3 separate regions of the Mus musculus genome follow, and all the other regions are linked to region 1. A link is a contact called in public promoter capture Hi-C data. All regions are on one chromosome and are shown on one strand. The core of a region is the stretch at or near the end of the contact, and the rest is flanking DNA. Distances in the headings are between cores, read along the strand shown. Region 1 holds the start of Rest (RE1-silencing transcription factor). Region 2 holds the start of Dancr (differentiation antagonizing non-protein coding RNA). Region 3 holds the start of Slain2 (SLAIN motif family, member 2).

What was found. Promoter capture Hi-C pulls out the DNA fragments that hold promoters and counts their contacts.
Region 2: a contact with region 1 is called in a promoter capture Hi-C map of pre-B cells, with 2.4 times the contacts expected there. The contact joins the promoter of Dancr here to the promoter of Rest in region 1. A contact is called at or near these places in 1 of 39 promoter capture datasets (pre-B cells) and 1 of 484 Hi-C or Micro-C datasets (B cells).
Region 3: a contact with region 1 is called in a promoter capture Hi-C map of pre-B cells, with 4 times the contacts expected there. The contact joins the promoter of Slain2 here to the promoter of Rest in region 1.

What each region holds. Positions count from the first base shown.
Region 1 is chr5:77,263,932-77,266,811 of GRCm38.p6, reverse strand. Rest (RE1-silencing transcription factor) reads right to left here and starts at 1,318. Exons shown (of 4, transcript NM_011263.2): 1 at 1,024-1,318.
Region 2 is chr5:74,091,598-74,094,335 of GRCm38.p6, reverse strand. It overlaps Dancr (differentiation antagonizing non-protein coding RNA), which reads right to left and starts at 1,276. Exons shown (of 1, transcript NR_145133.1): 1 at 1-1,276. It overlaps Snora26 (small nucleolar RNA, H/ACA box 26), which reads right to left and starts at 806; the gene lies at 686-806.
Region 3 is chr5:72,913,004-72,915,703 of GRCm38.p6, reverse strand. It overlaps Slain2 (SLAIN motif family, member 2), which reads right to left and starts at 1,342. Exons shown (of 8, transcript NM_001113423.2): 1 at 691-1,342. The coding sequence starts at 1,079.

The sequences.
Region 1 (2,880 bases), core at 69-2,568:
ACCTCAACATCCACTCTAAAGCTTCCCCCACGCACCTCGGCAGCCACACTCCCAAGGAAATCTCCACGTCTCTCGGGCAGACTGTGCTAAGCACAGCCCGAGAGCAACGTGTTGCACCGAATTCCTATGTGCCGCTGCCACCAGCGCCGGCCTCGGCGGCGGCATTCCTAACTGAAATAGGCATTCGGCCATTTTCTCAAAATACCAAACACAAAGCAGCTCTTTGCAAACTTGGGCCCTCTTGCTTCCTCTCCGCCACCAACCCGCGGGCGGTGCCTGGGCTCGGACCTCACGCGCTGCCCACCACCCTAGAGGCGCCTCCCCGGCCGGCCGCGGCCCCGCAGCCCCCTCCCCCGCCGCCCGCCACTAGCCCGGCCGGGACTGGGCGGAAAAGTTACCTCGCTACCCGCGTCCGATCGGGCCTGTACCGGGGCTCCGCGGCGCCCTCCCGAGGCTGTCGGCCCCCGGTCGCTGCGAGGGGCCCCACGCGGGCCGCCACCGCCGCCCCCGTGGCCCGGAAGTTTGCGAACTTCGCTCCCCCGCTGCGCAGAGCCAGCGCGGGCCGCAGAAATCGCTGTCCAGCCTGCCGCCGGCGCCGCCCGTGCCCCGGGCTGAGTCAAGCGGGGCGGCCGCCTTCCGGCCCTGCTACGACTGGGGGGGAGGGGGCGGCGAGCCTGGGACGCCGGCGGGGCCGGGGGCGTTGGGCCCGAGGCGGAGGGAGGGCGGAGGGGGGAAGTTTCAGGACCGCGGTCACCAGCAGCGGCGCTCCGGCCTCCGTGGCCCCGGATCTCAGCGCCGTGCGGAAGGGCCTCCCCGTGCTCCGCTGGGGGCCGATGCCCACGCCGCTCCGCACCAGCCCCCGGCCCAGCCCGTGACTCGCTCCGTAACTCGATCCCGCCCCCGCCCGGCCGCCGCGCCGCCCGAGCCACAGTATCTGCAAATCAGCCCTGGACAGCGCCTCGCGCCGCTCCGCGCCTGCCCGCCGCCCTCCCCCGTCGCTCTCCTCGCTCCGCCGCGTCCTACCCTCTGAACTGTGCGCCCACGGTCCGCCACCCCCGCGTCGCCGCCGCTCCAACTCCTTTTCTTTGTTGCTGGACTTTCGGGGGAGGGGAGGGGAGGGAGAGCGGGGAAAAGTTGGGCGTCGAGGCCCTCGAGATCCCGGGGTGCGATCGCGGAGCGGGATCAGACCGCCGGCCCTGGTTCTGCCGTCGCTGCGGTCCCGGCCGCCCGGGTCTGGGGCCCGCGGCCTCGGCGGCGCTCCTCGGTCTTCTGCTGCTGCGCCGCGAGCTCGCGGGAGCCGCACATTCCAGCACAGGACGCTGCGCCGCGCACCCGGCCCGCGCCGTCGCCGCCCGCCCGCCCGCCGGACACGCCCCCTCGCCGTCCGCGCGCGCCCGCCGACACGCCCCCTTCCCCGCCCGCGCGCGTGGCCGCCGAGCGCGCCCCGCCCCTCGGTCCCGAGGCTCGAAGTGGACTCCTGGCCTGCCTGGGGGCGCGCCTCGGGGGAAACTTACCTAATCCGCCCGGCCCCCGACTCCCGCCTTAGGCTCATTAAAGGGGCGGAACCTACTCCCTGAGCTTCTTTCTTTTATAAACAAATAGCAGAAGTTAGCCCCAGCCTTACCCGGGCGTGCACGAGAATTGGGGTTGTTGGAGGAAAAAACGTGCAGGCATTGACCGCCCTCTTGAGAAGTATTGTCACTGGCCTCTTAAGTAAGGCTGAAGCCTCGAAAAATACTGTTCAGGCCTGGCGTGTGGGCTCTCGCCGTTAATCCCAACACTCAGAATGCTGTTGAGACTGGAGGATCAAGAGTTAAAGGCCGGAGTTCAAGATCAACCTGGGCTACTTAGGGACACTAGTGCAAGAAATTAAAAAACAATACAAAACCCGAAAATCGGCCCTGGCTGCACAAGTCTGTAATCCTACTTGAAAGGCGTGAGCACCAGGAGATCCAGGTCATTGACTTGACAAATTGGGGGGCCCGGGGGTGGGGGATTGCTCTTGTCTGCAATCAGACTCAGAATTCAGTAGACAGAGGCAGGAGGATTGCTGAGAGCTTAAAGCTTTAGTGTGCTATGTAAGAATTTTCAGGCCAGCCATAGCTACAAAGTGAGACCTTTCTCAATCAAAGAAACAAAATCTAAGTGCCTGCCTACACAGATCTTTATGCTTAACTGTAATTTTAAGCTTCATGAGGTCAAAATGCTTTCACATTGCAAACTCTTAACCAGGAGAAAATCAGTCCTTGTGGGGGTTGAGACAAAGCCAAGTCCAGTTCAGTACCTGACGTCTTATAATGGGGACAGGGAGTCTCAGGTCCTGTCCCTTCTCACCTGAAATGCTTTTTTAGCCTGCTTTTAATGTCTTCCTGGAAGTGGGCCTTGTAGCCTTTAATTTGTAGTTAGTGAACTACCAGCTAGAGTTTAAAGCTCTCGGCCGCCTTCAGGGCCCGGCATTTCCGGATCTAAATGTGTGAACCTCTCGTTGGCATTACTACAGAGGTAGCAGCAGGTGGGTGCTAAGAGGCTGGAAGCAGAGCTTCAGGTTTCTCTGACATTTTCCTTTACCTCTTTTCTGGCACGCTGTAGAACCCATCTTTCAAAAAAAAAAAACAAAACAAAACAAAACCCTACAATATATTACTAGTTGGTACAAAATTGAAGGCAAGGCGGAATGAAGGCCCTAAGGTACTTGACCACCAAAGATTTCAATGGCTGTTTTTTCTGGGACAGTCTCCCTACATAGTCTAGGCAGGCATCCAAATTGTGGTCTTTCCACCTCTGGAGTGTTGGTCTTACAGGTATAGGCCGCTGCGCACCAGAGTCTTTTCAGTGCAAGCTCCGTGCATTGAATCAGATTTGAAAAGAACTCTTAGAGGA
Region 2 (2,738 bases), core at 27-2,526, 3.2 Mb after region 1:
GAATTGACACAGGAAGCCTTTATTAAAGATTATGGAAAATTACTCATAGGCAACAATATACAGGTTAACACACCTCAATTGCTAGCACGTGACTGGTTACTAGCAAAGAACTTGTCCTAACGAAGTCCAGATACATTCTAATGATCTAGCATGAAATCTTTGCATCTTTAAAACGGCGAGCATGTCATAGCCATGCAGATCTGATTCTAGGGCAGTGGGACATGAAGAAGGGGTGGGGCAGGATCCTAGTACATTGATTAAAATCTTTAGCAAACTACCTTCAGGGTAATCAGTTACAAGGCCATTCAAGGAAACTCACATGGCCCTCACTTCACCTATTTCAGCTTCGATACTAATCCTAAAGTGGAATACAGGCAAACCTGGTCACTACATGCAAGAGTACTTCACCTTGGAGCCATTCAGTCACGGGTTTCTTGTAGTTTTCAACCTATGAAAGAATAAAAATGTTTCACATAAGTGGAACATACTCAACTATATCCTTTCCAGCTGACCTAAAATCTCACTTCTAGAAAAGCAAATGTATTCTTGTCTTCTGAACTTTCTCCTCCAACCAAATTAAACCAGGTAGGCTACGTTTTCTTTTCTTTAAAATCCTATATCACTACCTAGCAATCGCCAGAACCTAAAATGCGCACATTCAAGTTTTAAATGAAGCTTTTGGTTCATTTGTGACTCCAGACAGGATCCAAAGAGGAGGTGTAGTTTTCCTCTCTGGGTTTTATGGAGAGTTCCTTTACCCTTCTGTGTTAGCCTCTTAAAGTACTGCGACAACCTTAAAAGGGCACAGGAAAGGGCGACTGGGGAGGCCCGGCGCAGCTCAACAAAGACAGGCCTGGAACCTCCGTCTTCTCGGCCACGTGGCCAGGGCCTGCCTCCGATCAATGCCGGGACGTACCTGCGCTTGTGTCCGAGGCAGCAGCACGGCTGGGCAGTGGGGACCGGCTCGGGTGGATCGGCCTGCAGAGGGAAAGGGCGGTGGTCAGGGTGCCCGGGTCGGACGGCACAGAGGACTTTGTGTCTCGCGCAGCCCCGGGCTGGACACTGCCGCCCGCCCCGCGGGCCGCTGAGAACTGCTCTACCCCTCCGTTCTGGCCGCCGGGAGCAGCTGAGCTCGGGGCGGGCAAAGCTCGAGGGGACACGGGGACATCCTGACACCCTCCCACGAGGACACTCACCACCAAGGCCGGGACCGAAAGACCGAGCCGCTGCGCGCTGCGTTAATACAGCCATCCGGGAGAGGGGCGGAGCTGCCCCCCCCCCCCGAGACCTGCAACCAATCAGAGGGCCGCTTGGAGGGGGCAGAACAGGAAAAGGAGAGCAGCCAATCGTCAGAAGGATTGTAGGCGTGGCTGGTATGGGAAGCCAATCGTCGGGACGTTTCGGACCCGGTAGGGTGGGGCCGTTGACTTCCAGCAGCAGGTTCTCCACCCACTGCGGTGTTGGAAGCGTTGAGGCTGTGCTCAGTGGAAACCTTCCTTTCCTGAAGCTATGCCGGTGCTAGGTGTGTTCCGACTTAGATCCCTTCTTGTTCAGCTAGTTCACTCCCAGGGCCCCTCCTTAACCCTGAGAGGAGCTGCCTTTTTCTGTGTTCCTGGAGAGTAATATCAAGGAGAAATGTTGCTGGAGATGTGAGGCAGTTAGTTCTCAACAGAGCTCTACCACAGAGCTACCTCCTCAGCCCGTACCATTAATTTTGAGTCAGAGTCTCTCTTAGGTGCCCACACTGCTTTCTAACTTACTGTGTAGCTAGTTCAGGGTATTCATCAAACTTGTTATCCTCAGTGCTACGTGCTAGGATTGCTGGCATGCATGCCACTCTCCACCTAGGCTATACCTTTGTCTTGTTTTTAGTGGTCCTGGGTTAAAAGTAGAGCCTGGCGTCTCAGATCCCAAACCCTTTTATTACTTTGAAACTAGGTCTCACTAAATTTCCCAGACAAGACTGGAACTTTCCGTCCTTCTGCCTCAGCTTCCTGAGTAGAAGGGACGACAAATTTTCACCACCAGGCCTGGATATGTGCTTAACTTATTTTAATGAGAATTTCCACGGTCTGAGATGATTTTATTGGCAAGGTTTTTAAAATAATAATAATAATAATAATAATAATAATAAAATTATTTTTTTAATTTGAAGAAATTAAATTTCCAAACTTATATTAAAACTAAAAATGTTCAAAGAGCCACGTGCCTGCGTTCTTCTCTCGGCTAAAAGCCAGCCATTCATTCCAGACCTGGCGCATCTATCGTCTTGGTCTGTTGGGGGAGGGGGGGTATTTTAAAGCAAATCTCAAGCTTGGTTTGTTTCACCTCTTAATATTTCAGTATTTATTTCAAAAGAAAAGAGGCCATCTTGCCTGAGGACAATGCCAATGTGATTGCTAGAATAAACAGCCGCTCCAAGTTCACAGCAAGACTATTCTGATACAATGTTACTTTACAATGAGTTCGTTTGAATAAGGACTCTAAGTCTATTCATCATGCTCGCCTGTGTTTCTTTACAGCCACTTTTAGTCTAGATAAAAAAAATGATGACCTGCTTTGTCAACTTGCTTTGACTTTTTAGATAACTTTTTGAGATTGAACCCAAGTGTTATAGGTCACCCTTTTAAGTGTACAAATCGGTGTTTTTAAATATTCCTCAAGGTTTTATAATCATCTCCATTGTCTACTCCCAGATCATTTTGCAGTCAGCGTCTTATTGGAAAAAGAAGCCCCAT
Region 3 (2,700 bases), core at 93-2,592, 4.4 Mb after region 1:
AGGCACGGAAATGATAGTCAGCTTGGATAACTAACTATTGCTTCACGGCTCCGAAATTATGTCGTATGCAATTCTTGTTTTCCAATATAAAATTCAGGGTTCCCCGATCCACCACCGACTTCACACAAAGCAGCCCCATCCCTCTCCACTGCCCTCCTCACACAAAGCAAAGCTTTACTCCCCCCACTACCCAAAGGGGAGTGACGTCCACCCGGCCTCCCCACAAACATCCCCATCTCACTCCGGTCCAAAGCACTGCCTGCTAGTAGCTACTCTCTATGTCCCCGCACCTGGTTGTTACCTCTTGAAGCAGACCCCTCCCTACAATCCAAACCGCTCAGACCACCATCCGAAAGCCCGTCTTTCACACAAAGCAGGATCCCTTCCTACGAAGCAGCTTGGTACCCTCTGAGTGCTCTGAGCGTGCGGGCCCACGGGGGACTGTGCCAAGCCACAGATCCCATCTGGGTCCAGTTGGGTCCTGCACCCAGAGGTTCCACGACCCAGAGAACTAGCTACAAACCCGTTTCCAAGGCACGCCTCGAAACCCCCCAACTCCAGCGGACCTGCCCGCCCGCAGCAGAAACAGGCAAAAGCCAGCGTCCCCACCACAAGCCGAGCCCACCCTGCTTTCCCCCAGGGACACCCCTCCGCCCCGCAGGCCCACCGGGCCCAGCGCCCCGCGCTCACCAGCTCTCCTCTTCCTCCTCCCAGCCTGACAAGCGCTCCAGCTCGTCGGGCCGCAGCGGCTCTACCTCGTCCAGCAAGCCTCCCTCGCCGGCCGCCAGCAAGGAGGTGGCGTCCCGCAGGTCCTCGCTGCTGGTCCGTCGCGGGCCGGAGCCCGCCCCGCCGCTGGCCTTGGCGCCCAGGCCCAGCGGGAAGCCCCGAGGGGACGCCGCGCCCGACGAAGGGGTGGACACGCCGACCCGAGCTGGGCTGCCGGGCCCGAGGAGGCCTGCACCCTGCACGGCTCCCGAGCGGCTCCTCAGCTGCTCGTTCTGCTTCTCCAGCTTCTTCACCAGCTCCTGCAGCTTCCGCACCTCCTGGTCCGCGTTCACATTGGAGTTAACGTCCTCCATGCCGGCCGCGCCGCCCGCTCCGACTCCCCAAGCCGCAGGGGAAGCGCGGGGTCGGGGGGAAAGAGAGGCGTTACCGCCACCGCTCACGCTAGCCGAGGCGCCGGCATAGAGCAGGGCCAGGCCCCACCGCCAGGGTCTCCCCGGCTCGGGTTGCGAAGCGCCGCTGGCCCCAGCCGAACCGCCTCATCTGCGCCGGCTCCGCGACTGGGGGAGGCGGCGCCAATATCCGGCCTCGGCAGCCATCTTCCCTCCGTCCCTCCGCCCCCTGCCGGCCAGCCCGGTCGGTGACCTCAGAGCGTCGGGGGAGGACGTGGCCGCCCGCGGGCTGAAAGAACTAAGCGCCCGGCTCGCGGTGGGGCGGGGCTGGAGGCGGGGCCTGAAACGGGACAGGGCCCGGAGGGGCGTGGTCATTGTTTGGGGCGGGGCCCCGGCCGGAAGGGGTGTGGTGGGCGCCGGCAAAGGTGGGCAGGGCCCGGCCGGGCTGGGCTAAGCTATCGCTGGAGTTTTGCCCTGGCCGCCTACCCTCCCCAAAGCTCATCGCGGGCGGGTGTGAGACCCAGAACCGGACTCTGGCTCCGGCTCCGACTCGGGCTCGGGCTCGGGTTCAGCCCCGCCCTAGGCGTCTGTGCGGAGACTCGCGGTCGGACGGCCCCGCCTGGTCGCATGGACCGTTCCCTTGGTTTGTTTGGCAATACTGAGTTGGTTCCTGCTTGAAACCGGAGACTGTCGGAGCTGGCAGCAGCCCCAGAGACCATCTGTGGCTCGTCCGTTCCATCCCCTGAAAATGAGAACCCGAATCCCGAATGGTTCAGAGCTCGGAAGTCAAAATGATAACCGTAATTTGTTGAGTGGTTCCTATAAGCCAGACACTGCGCTAAGCACTTTTAAAGGCATTATTTCATCCGTTTAAAACACGTGGGCAGGGGTTGTTTTGTTTCGTTGGCTTAAGGTTTACAGGTCCAGAGACAAGAGGATGATGGAAAACACTTCTGTACTAATCTTTCAACGGTAGTAATTAATGTGCATTGTATTCCTTGGGTTCTCCCTTCGCCCCCAAAAGACTTTTTAATAGTATGTCTTGACTTTTTGGGTTTTTTGAGGCAAGGTTTCTCTGTGTATTCCTGGCTGTCCTGAGACACGCTCTGTAGACCAGGCTGACCTCGAAAAACTCATCCTCTGCCTTTTTTTCAAAAGCTGGGATTAAAGGCATATGCTCCTTGAATTTTTTTTTTTAACTTGTACATGAAAAGTATTCAAGCAACCCGTTGACAGGCAATAGAGAATGTTGAGGGGTGGTAAATGTAAAATTCTGCCCTCGGTGGCATCTGTTTATAATGCGTACTGGTGGAAGCGACTGCAAACAAAACTTAAACGCTTTTTTTCTGTCATGTTGGCTCACTCTTCCACAGTTGTCAGTTGTGAGCTGCTTGGTTTACTTATACGGTAAGCAGCCAACCGTGCCTGGTCTCTCAAATTTTTGGCTGATGTTTGCAGTTGACTCCAATTGCCTCCTCCACCCTCGAACCAGTCTTATTACACCCGAACCAGTCTTATTACACCCGGGTGTGGACTCACATAAGACTTAACCCTCCTGCCTTTCCATGCTGTATTTTCCCTGCTT